3 separate regions of the Mus musculus genome follow, and regions 2 and 3 are each linked to region 1. A link is a contact called in public Hi-C and HiChIP or PLAC-seq data. All regions are on one chromosome and are shown on one strand. The core of a region is the stretch at or near the end of the contact, and the rest is flanking DNA. Distances in the headings are between cores, read along the strand shown.

Region 1 (3,155 bases), core at 559-3,058:
ATTAAGAATTTATTAAACATTCAAAGAACTGTGGAGGAAAAAGCCAGCAAGGCATTCTGCTGGCTGCTAAGGCTGGGTGCTGAGCAAACACTAAGAGTGACAGAGAAGAAGAATCCAACGAGGGGCTTCACTCGCCTCCCTGGGGAGGGCAAACATCAGGCACTACTGGATCTCAAGCTGCTGTTTGTAAGAAGCTATGAGATTTATAACTGTGGAGACAAAGCCACAGCACAGAATCTGTTAGCTAGCATCATGCATGACCAAGATAAGGAACGTGTCCTGCCTTAACATTGGGCAAGAACGAGCTATCACTGTGACAGCTCTGAGGTGGGCCAAGGTACCATGGAACTGGTGAGACTATTCTAGATGATTCTAAAGCTCTGTTGTTTGCGCACAAACAGTCCTGGGGCTTTATATCACTTTATGAGTCTCTCACATGAAGTCCTTTTTCTTTTATTTTTGAGATTATGATATCACTATATTTTGCCCTTCCCTTTCCTCCCTACAAACCTTTCCATATATTCCTTCATAGTCTCCTTCAAATTCACAGCCTGTTTTCCTCACAAATTGTTACTGCATGCATATATTTATACACATATATATTCCTAAATATAATTTGTTGAGTTCATTTAGTGTTACTTGTATGTATGCTTTCAAGGTTGATCATTTGTCACTGGGCAACCAACTGGTTGCAGTCTTCCCTCGGGACGACCAACTTTCCTGGTTTCAGTTTTACTTAGTGGCCTTTAGTTTCTTGTGTACTGTTGAGTCCCCATGGGCTCTTCCCCATCCACTTTGGCATGTCCGCTGGTGTCCTCCTTGCTCACATTTGGCCAATTATGTTGGTAAGACTTTGTGGGTGTAGATTCTGATGCTATTAGGAAACACAATCTCACAGCAAATGGCTCTTACATTCTTACCACCCCGTTTTCTGCAATGGTCCCTGAGCCTTAAGCATGGAAATGTTTTGTAGACGAATCTACTGGGACTGAGATCTACAACTCTGGATTTTGATTAGTGGTGGTTTTGGTTTTTGGTTTGGTTTGGTTTGGTTTGGTTTGGTTTGGTTTGGTTTGGTTTGATTTGGTTTGGTTTGGTTTTTGTAGTACTCTCTATCTGCTGCAAAAATACTCCCCAAATATATAGGCTACTGCTGTTACTCTTTCTTGCCCCTGATGGGTATAAGGTAAGCCCCTGCTGCTGAAGACATCATGCACTTCAGAAACAGAACTCAAAGACACCTGAGCTGGAACTGACATGAATGCCTCCTCCCTGAGGGCCTGCTTTCATGGGTACCAGAAGACTCCATGCGAGATCCCAAAGGAAGGAGACAACCAGTAATTCTACACAGCTATGATGCTTATGAACCATGTAAACAAGCTCCCGGGCCTGGTAATCTAAGGGTACAGTAGAGGCACACATGTCTTGGTGGTGACCAAGGGCTCTATATTTGGGTTTAAGACCCAATCAACAAGAGGGAGGCCATGACTGGGACTGCAAACCTAACTTCTCAGTTCTAGTGAAATTATAGTTATTGGAAGGAAGTCTGCAACCACTAGCTTATTAAGTCAGCGTAATTCTTAACGACAATCTATAAACATGTATACTTATACCCACAGATATAGTCTTCATCCCTCATCATGAAAATGGGAGAAGTTTTTAATTGTTCCTTGCCTGTGATCTGGACATTGAAAACCTCATTCTCTCGATGTGTTGAGTCAAGTGATAGAACCTTTAAAGGGTGACTGGGGCATGAGGGTAGAGCTGCTGGGGATTACCTTGGCAATGGCTTGATCATTTGGGGAGGGGTTTCCGGGTGAGAAGAAGAGTGTGGCCTCCTTCTGATTCCTCTTTGGATTCTCGTGCTTTTCCCACGTCTGCTATAAGGCGATGCACAGAAAACACCGTTAGCAGGTACAGACCGCTTGACTTTGAACTCTTCGGACTCCAGAGCTGTAGGAATGTGGGTTTGGGTTTGGTTTTTAAATAAATAATTCAGTTATCTAAATAATTCTGTAAAACAATACAGAAGTTGGACACTGTCCCTTATCAGAGCAGAAGGGTGAAAAGTGTTGCTTACTATAAAGACTCTGCCTCCACTCCAGGAAGTAGCACATTTTTTTTAATTACTCATTTTACTTTACATTCCAACCACAGTTTCCCCTTCCTCTTCTCCTCTCAGTCCTCTCCCACCTCCCCTCCCCCATCCACTCCTCCCCCTTTCTCTTCAGAAAAGGAGGGGCCTCCTATAGCTATCAACCAGCCTTAGCATATCTAGTTACACTAAGACTAGGGGCATCTTCTCCTTTTTTAAAAAAAAATTAGATATTTTCTTTTTTATTAGATATTTTCTTTATATACATTTCAAATGCTATCCTGAAAGTTCTCTATACCCTCGCTCTGCCCTCCTCCCCTTTCCACCCAATCCCGCTTCTTGGACCTGGCATTCCCCTGTATTGGGGCATATAAAGTTTTCAATACCAAGGGGCCTCTCTTCACAGTGATGGCTGACTAGGCCATCTTCTGCTACATATGCAGCTAGAGATATGAGCTCTGGGGGTACTGGTTAGTTCATATTGTTGTTCCACATATACAGTTGCAGACCCCTTCAGCTCCTTGGGTGCTTTCTCTAGCTTCTCCATTGGGGCCTCTGTGTTCCATCTTATAGATGACTATGAGCATCCACTTCTGTATTGAGGCATCTTCTCCTAATGAGGCTAGACAAGGCAGCCCAGTTAGGGGAAAGGCAAGCAACAGAGTCAAAGACAGCCCCTACTCCTACTGTTAGGAGTCCCACAAAAAGACCAAGATGCACAACTGTTATATACATGCAGAAGGCCTAGGCCACTCCCATGTATGCTCCCTGGTTGGTAGCTTGGTCTTTGTAAGCCCCTATGGGCCCAGGTTAATTGATTCTGTAGGTTTTCTTATGGAATACTTGAACCTTCTAGTTCCTACAATCCTTCCTCCCCCTCCTCCACAAGATTCTTCAAGCTCTGCCTAATGTTCAGCTGTAGATCTCTGCATCTATTTCCATCACTTGCTGGGTGAAGCTTCTAGCACATCTTTTCACACTAAGAATTGCTTTCAAAGGTAGTGGGTATCACTCTACTCACAATAGCTAGGAAATAGAAATAACCTCAAAGCCTTTTAAC
Region 2 (3,692 bases), core at 773-3,272, 280 kb after region 1:
CCATTTCAGGAACCTAGAGTCGGTTGTTGCTTTGGAACTGAATATCTCCTGGGGAAGACCTGGAAAACTCACGCAGGCTGATGGGGCCATAGGACTCCATACATGAACTAATCAGCCAAAAACAAACAAACAAAAAACAAACCTGGCAGAAATCAAGAAAGCCTGAAAGACCCCTCTACCTACCCTACTACCATGGCCTCCACTGAGTTTTTGCCTGGAGCCATGCCTGAGAGCCAAGGCTGGAAGTGTTTGAGATGGGCATGATGGAACTGTATGGACTTCTGTTTTCTGGGTTGCTTCCTTCCAAACTGCTCCATTTCCCATGAAGTGGGACACACCATGGAGAGCTAACACTAAGTTCCAAGAAAGACAATATGTGACTCATAGGAGGAAGGATGTACTCTTGGGCCCTTCTCTCTAAGAGGTATTTAGAGATAGAACCCAGCAAGTAAGACCCATGTTATCCTCTCAATAGAACTAATCATCAGCCTTATAAAGTCTTGTTATCTGCCATGGCTTGATTATGAGACCCACATTTTGGATGCTTGGTCCCAACCTGGTGGTACTATTTTGGAAGGTTCTCAAGATTTTGAGAGGGGGAAGAAGTGGGCCACTTCCTAGGGAGGTGGGTCTTAGTGGTCTATCATCCCTAGCCTGTCTTGCACTCTGAATAGCCATTCTCCACCATGCTTTCATGCCTTCTTTTCAACTGCATGGGGTCCAAGCAACCATAGAATTAGCATTCTGAATCTGTGAGCCAGAGCATATTTTTTCCTCCCTTAAATTATTTTTTGGCTGTCATGACACAAAACCAACCACCGTGGTTTGATGGAAAATATCCTCCATAGGTTCATGAATTTGAACAATTGGTTGCCAGTTGGTGGCGCTGTTTGGAGAGGCTGTAAAGCCTTTAGGAGATGGAGCCTTGAAGGAGGAAGTCAGTCACTGAAGCAGGCTCCGGGAGTTCCTATCCTTGGCCCACTTCAGTTCCGTTTCTTCTTTCTGTTAGCTGTTCTTCAATGTGTGATAGATATCCAAGATGTGCAAGCTAAGCTTCATGTTCCAGCCACCAACTGCCATGCCTCTGCTGCCATTACAGACTCCTACCCCTGGAACTGTAGCCAAAATAAACACCTCCATAATTTGCTCCTGGCCACAGTATTTTATTACAGCAACAGAAAAGCAATTAAGACAGTAAATAAAAATAAAAAAGTATAAATAAAAAAAAACTGGATCTAAAAGTGGAGTTATTATAACCACACCTAACATTGCAGTTTTTAAGCCTTTGGAATTAGTTTTCCAAAAACTCTTATCCTCAAGTCCCTCCTACCAATAAAACCTCTAAACATTCTTCTGTTGATAAATGCTAAAGTTGAGTGATTGTTATTACAAAATCCATAAGTTAGAACTCCCTGTGTGATAACATCGGTGGGCAGGATCTTTGGAAAGTGACAAAGTCTAAAGGGTCGAGCCTCAGCAGTGAGATTAATGTTTATACAAGAGAGTCCCCAGAGAGCTTGCTTGCCGCCTTCTCCTTGTTTGAACACAGCAAGAAGATAGTTACCCGTGAACCAGAAAGCAAGTCTTCACCAGACACTGTATCTGCCAGCCCCTTGATCTCAGGTTTCCTAGGCTCTAGAGTTATGAGAGATGAATGTTGTTGTCTCAGCCTATGGCGCTGTTATTATACTGGCTGAAGAGACAAAGACACAGAGGAGTTAATGATCCTGTTCTCTCTGCTTTGGGCTATGTATGAAAAAAAAGCTTGCTTATTTTCCAAAAAGGGAGCCTAGACGCCAAGCTAAGTACCTAAGCATCTACCAGCCTAGCCCACTCTTGAGTCTGACCTGCGGCTGAATGCGCATGCGCATCCTCAGAAGTGTTAACAGCTTTCCAGAGTGTTAACAAATGGAAATGAAGAAAACCAGATGGTTGTGAATGCCCATGACAGGCTGATCACCCTGTAACAGGGGCACGGCTGGCAGGACTGTGTTGCGCCAATTTTCCAGATCAGAGTCAGTTTCAGGACAAACACTCGCCTCTGGGTGTTCAGTTTGCTCTTCTTACGCCAGGCTCTTTCTCCAGCGTTAAGCCATCTTCAGAGAAATAGCAGCTTCTTTCTCTTTTCTTACTTTTGACCAGATCTGCACTGAGCCAAGGCCATTGTGCTTTTTCCCGGTGTACAACACTGTCAGAGTGTTTCTCGTCTGCGGAAGACTCCTCAGTGTATCCTGTTATTTCCCCTTCGTCCCTGTCCCCACTCCATCTGTTCCAGTTTCATTGCCATCCCTGTAATGAAACAGCCTGACAAAAGGCAACACGGGGGAGGAAAGGTTATTTGGCTTACAGCTCCAGGTTAAAAGTCCATCACCGAAGGGAGGCCAAGGCAGGAACTCAGACAGCTAGTCACACCACATCCAGAGAGCAGAGAAAAACAAAGGGGCCTATACCACCGGCTTGCTCCTTCTGCTTTTGTGTTGAAGCTAGTATTCTTTAGTTTTTTTTTCCCTCAAATTCTTTCTTTTATTAGTATCTTCATACATGCATATGTGTTCTGATCAAATCTGCCCCATTCCCTTCCCTCCGATTCCTCCTCTATCTGCACACCATTACTCCCTCTTAAGTCCATGTGTTCTTTTCTTCTTTCCGTTTTTCAACCCACAGAATTCACTCTGTGTTGCCAGTACATGCATGAGTGTAGAGCCACCTACTGGTGCATGTGCAGCCCTTCAGGGGCCTCGCTACTGAAGAAAACTGACTCTCCCTCTTCATGCATTACAGTTCTGGCATCCCTGCCTAGGGAATGGTGCCACCCACAATTGGCTGAGTCAATTAACAGTTAAGACACTCTCCCCAAAGACTGCCTATAAGCTAAAGTGATCTAGATAATTCCTCATTCAGGCTGTTATCCCAGAGGATTCTATGTTGTTGTAGCAGGTTGACATTTAAAAGTAGCAGTAACACCATACAAGTTCATCTCCTCCTCATATAGGCATCTGTTCAGACATGCCTATAGCATTCTTTGAGAACATATATATCTTTTTTAACCATGTAGGATCATTCTGAATGTATTGGATGTTCATAAATGGTATTATCATGTGACTATTATTCTACATTTTGTTTTTATCAGTCACCACTGTCTTGTTGCTCTCATACCTGGCTTGCTGTTTCTAACACTGCACAGGATCCCATAGTGAGCACCCATCACTATGGATCTGGTCTTCTATCTCTTATTCATCCTGTCCAGCACACTCAATGCATTCACCATATGCCCCCTTCACCCATGGTGAGAGACTCTCTCTAGGACTCTCTCGAGTATTCATTCCCAGAAACAGGGATCATAAGACACATGCATACTCAGTTCAGTAAATTCATAATTATTTGAGCTGGCTTCTCAGTCTGCCAAATTCCACTATAAAGAACAGAAACCTTTTCTGGAGTCGAAGATTTTTAGGGTGAAAAGGCTCTCATCTGGCATTATTCCATGGCAGAAAGCAGAAGAGTAAACAGAGTGGGAGAGTAAGAGATATCGAGACCATGCCCTTTTGCTAGACATCCGTTCCAGAGATAGCTAGCCCACTCCCTTCGTGACAGCACCAACCCACCTGTTAAGGCATTCTATATGGTACAGCTAAAGTCATTAAATAAATAAGTAGCACTAAATTTGCCAGATTGCTTTCCAAAACAATTAA
Region 3 (3,575 bases), core at 554-3,053, 320 kb after region 1:
AGGAACTAGCTCTAAGATAGAGTGTCCATCTTGCCAAAAAGGCCCCTTTCTCACCTCCAGCTGATTACGTAAGACTTAACACTTAGTGGGCCATGGAAGAACTTCAGGGTCAACATACCCTCTGCCCACTCCAGCTTATCTTATCCTTTATATGAACATTTTGAGGTTTTCTTGATCTTAAGAATTTAGAGAGTCTATTGTCAAAGTCCTTTCTAAGCTGACCCATGCTGCTCCATGACTCTGGTATAGCAATTCTAGAGTTACAGGGCCAGCTTAGAAAGATGCCTACAGCCAAGGCTGGTGACCTGAATTCAATCCCAGGGACACACATAGTTGCAGATTTCTTCTTGACCTCCTTACTGTGACACATATTCCAGACACACATACACACATAATATGTGTATGTGTATGTGTATGTGTATGTGTATGTGTATGTGTATGTGTATGTGTATGTGTATGTATATAATTTGATGGTTTGAATCAGATCTGTTCCCCAGAGCCTTTGGCCTCCAGTTGGTGATGCTGTTTGGGAGGTTGGGAGGTTTAGGAAGTATATCAATGGAGGTGGGCCTTAAGACTTAGAATACCCAAGATATAAGATACAATTTGCAAAACACATGAAACTCAAGAAGAATGAAGACCAACGTGTGGACACTTTTCTTAGAATTGGGAACAAAACACCCATGGAAGGAGTTACAGAGACAAAGTTTGGAGCTGAGACGAAAGGATGGACCATACCTGGTGATCCATCCCATTATCAGCCTCCAAATGCTGACACCATTGCACACACTAGCAAGATTTTGCTGAAATGACCCTGATATAGCTGTCTCTTGTGAGGCTATGCCGGGGCCTAGCAAACACAGAAGTGGATGCTCACAGGGCCCCCAATGGAGAAGCTAGAGAACGTACCCAAGGAGCTAAAAGGATCTGCAACCCTATAGGTGGAACAACAATATGAACTAACCAGTAACCCCCGGAGCTCGTGTCTCTAGCTGCATATGTATCAGAAGATGGCCTAGTCGGCCATCAGTGGAAAGAGAGGCCCATTGGTCTTGCAAACTTTATATGCCTCAGTACAGGGGAATGCCAGGGCCAAGAAGTGGGAGTGGGTGGGTAGGGGAGTTGGGGGGGGGGGAGGGTATGGGGGACTTTTGGGATAGCATTGGAAATGTAAATGAAGAAAATACCTAATTAAAATAAATTAAAATAAAATTTTTAAAAAAAAAAAGTCTCACTCCGGCCACCCTCTGCTTCACACCTATGACTGAGGATATGACCTCACAGCTTGCTACTGCTGTTTGCTGTGTACCTGCCGATTACTGCCAGGCCCTCCCGCCATGATGGATTCTCCCTCTGGAAACTTAGCCAACTCAAAGTTTCTCCTTTGAGTCATTGTGATAATAGTATTTTATCACAGCAACATTAAAAGTAGCTAATATACACCACATTTTAAAAATATGGCTATAAAAATTTTTTAAAGAAATTCTGGAGTTACTACTGGTCATATGAACCTTTGTACCACTCTCCTGGAAGCCCCTTCTCTTTTCTTTTCTCTCCTTCCCTCTCTTTCCCCTCCCCTCTCCTCCCTTAGCCTCCCCTCTCCTTTTCTCTTCAAACTTGCCGCAGATCTTCCCTTCCCTCCTCAGCCCATGATGTTTTTCTGTGGCTCTGCACTCTGCCTCTCTTCCTGTTGAAATGACTCAGCACCAACAGCCAATGAGCAGAAGGATTACATCTTCTGTGCATCTCACTGTCCTTCTCTCATATTGCAGGTCACACCCTCTCTACTGTTTTTGCTGATTGGTCAATCCTGGCCCTGCTGACTACACTGCTCTCTTGTTCTTGCTGATTGGCCAACCCTGCTGACTACACAACCCCAGGGACTATCCTTTGATTTACTATCTTTTTGACAAACAACACTTTCAGAGTAAGTTCAATGTCTTGTGACCTTTAAATACTAAGAAACACCCATCTTCCTAACTCTAGCCCAGGCTCTCCTGAGTACTAGACTCACACTGGTTACTGCTCAGCCACCATAGACAGTTGGAAACCACATCTTAAGTGTGATCCCTGAATCTCCCCTACAGGTCAATTCTTCCCTCCGCCTTCCCCTGTCAATCAGTGCTGCTCCATTCTCCCCTGCCTAAAAATCACCCTCACAATGAATGCAACCAGCAAGCATCATTTCTCAACATCTACCACCTCACTACAGTCACCCAGATATTTACCAACACCATGTTGCCTGGTTTACTACAGTGGCCCCTCTATGCTTCGACACTTGCCCCCCCCCCAAAAAAAAAGCCTATTCTCAATACAACAACAGAATGAGGTGCTTCAAATTCAGTCAGATCCAGAGCATCTATCTAGGGAGAAGCATCACTATATAAAAGAACAGACTGGATCTGGTGTGGTAGTGCAGTCCTAGAATCCCAGCACGCAGAAGGCAGAAGCAGGCTAATTTCTGTGAGTTCCAGGACAGCCAGACCCTAGCTCAAAAAAAAAAAAGAAAGAAGAAAAGGAGGGGAAGAGAGGTAGGAGGAGGGAGGAAAACAGAAGGAAGAAGTGGAAAAGGAATGCTCCAAAGAAAGAAAAGAGCCTCCACAATCCACAAAGTTGGGCTAAAAGAGCGAAAATACCAAGAAAAAGATGGACCACAAACTAAAAAGAAGCCAAGCTGAACACTGCCCTGGTTGTATAGTTCCCTGGCAAGGAAGGGAAAACAGACAACCTATCCAGAAGTCAGCCAGGCAGCCTAAGAGGAAAGAGAGTGGGTGGCAAGCCCACACAAACCTCACACAGTTGTGAGTTTCGGTGCAGCAGAACTTCCTCCAGCATGTGGGTCAGCAGTGGTGCAGAACCCCTTCGTGTCATTCTGTATGATTAGCAGGACAGTGGCTAGCCACCATCTACATAGCGGTCCTAATCTATGAAACTGAGGAAACTAAGCTATCTTGAGAGACCAAAGAACAGACCACAAATCTGTCCTGCCCTGAGACCAGCCCTGAGAGGCAGTTATAAAGAGCAGGAGGGTTAGACCCTGACCAGCCGGAAAGTACAGTCGGCAGGAGGCTCTGCTCACGGTAGAGTAATGTATGTCCCTGTGCTCAATGGCTGGGACAGAGCTTGTTAACTGAGGCTAACATTAGAACTTGGTAGCCTTGAGCCTGAGGGCAGAGACAGAATCAACCTCTAGAGTCGGCCATCTGCCATTCAGTTCAGAACTCCAAAGTGCATCTCCTCCCTTCATCAGGGAGACTAATACTTGGAACATCTTGAAAACACAAAGACTTGTCTTTCACTTATACAGATCACAGTACTGGGGTTACTTCCACTTGGGAAAACACCCTTTAAGTAAGAATATTAGTCACCCCCGTCCCCTGCCAGGGACAAGGAGTTTAGGCATATATCCAGTGTATAAGAGAACCGGCCCAGCTTACAGACTAAAGCTAAGTGTGGCCAGCAGATTCCCCTATTACATAAAGAAGTTTGGATAACAAATAGCTCTGGTAGGTATCACTTTTGTCCAAGACAAGCTCAACACCAGCATAAACCACAAGAAAGAGTCTGCAAATCCA

The links. HiChIP or PLAC-seq counts read pairs in DNA pulled down with a chosen protein or histone mark. A called contact is a pair of places that touch in the nucleus more often than the background predicts.
Region 2: a contact with region 1 is called in a RAD21 HiChIP or PLAC-seq map of pro-B cells, with 6 times the contacts expected there. The contact joins two enhancer-like sites. A contact is called at or near these places in 1 of 15 datasets of contacts at CTCF or cohesin (pro-B cells) and 1 of 115 datasets of contacts at active chromatin or transcription factors (large pre-B cells).
Region 3: a Hi-C map of CD8 T cells shows a contact between it and region 1, with 3 times the contacts expected there. The contact joins two enhancer-like sites. A contact is called at or near these places in 7 of 484 Hi-C or Micro-C datasets (CD8 T cells, the HL-1 cell line, the N1E-115 cell line and 3 more), 1 of 115 datasets of contacts at active chromatin or transcription factors (effector CD8 T cells) and 1 of 9 other capture datasets (bone marrow-derived macrophages).

What each region holds. Positions count from the first base shown.
Region 1 is chr14:71,112,409-71,115,563 of GRCm38.p6, reverse strand. No RefSeq gene overlaps it. Among named protein-coding and RNA genes, the nearest start is that of Gm34757, 53 kb to the left of the region's middle. Within about 2 kb of position 1,808, at least 10 of the 459 cell types and tissues checked have an H3K27ac peak or open chromatin away from gene starts, as enhancers often do. A contact at or near this core is called in CD8 T cells, effector CD8 T cells and pro-B cells, where this site is marked.
Region 2 is chr14:70,831,246-70,834,937 of GRCm38.p6, reverse strand. The region is part of intron 2 of Gm34500 (a long non-coding RNA gene); the gene reads left to right. Among named protein-coding and RNA genes, the nearest start is that of Gm34500, 17 kb to the left of the region's middle. Within about 2 kb of position 2,022, at least 17 of the 459 cell types and tissues checked have an H3K27ac peak or open chromatin away from gene starts, as enhancers often do. A contact at or near this core is called in pro-B cells, where this site is marked.
Region 3 is chr14:70,796,954-70,800,528 of GRCm38.p6, reverse strand. The region is part of intron 3 of Gm34442 (a long non-coding RNA gene); the gene reads right to left. Among named protein-coding and RNA genes, the nearest start is that of Gm34442, 9.2 kb to the right of the region's middle. Within about 2 kb of position 1,803, at least 78 of the 459 cell types and tissues checked have an H3K27ac peak or open chromatin away from gene starts, as enhancers often do. A contact at or near this core is called in CD8 T cells and effector CD8 T cells, where this site is marked.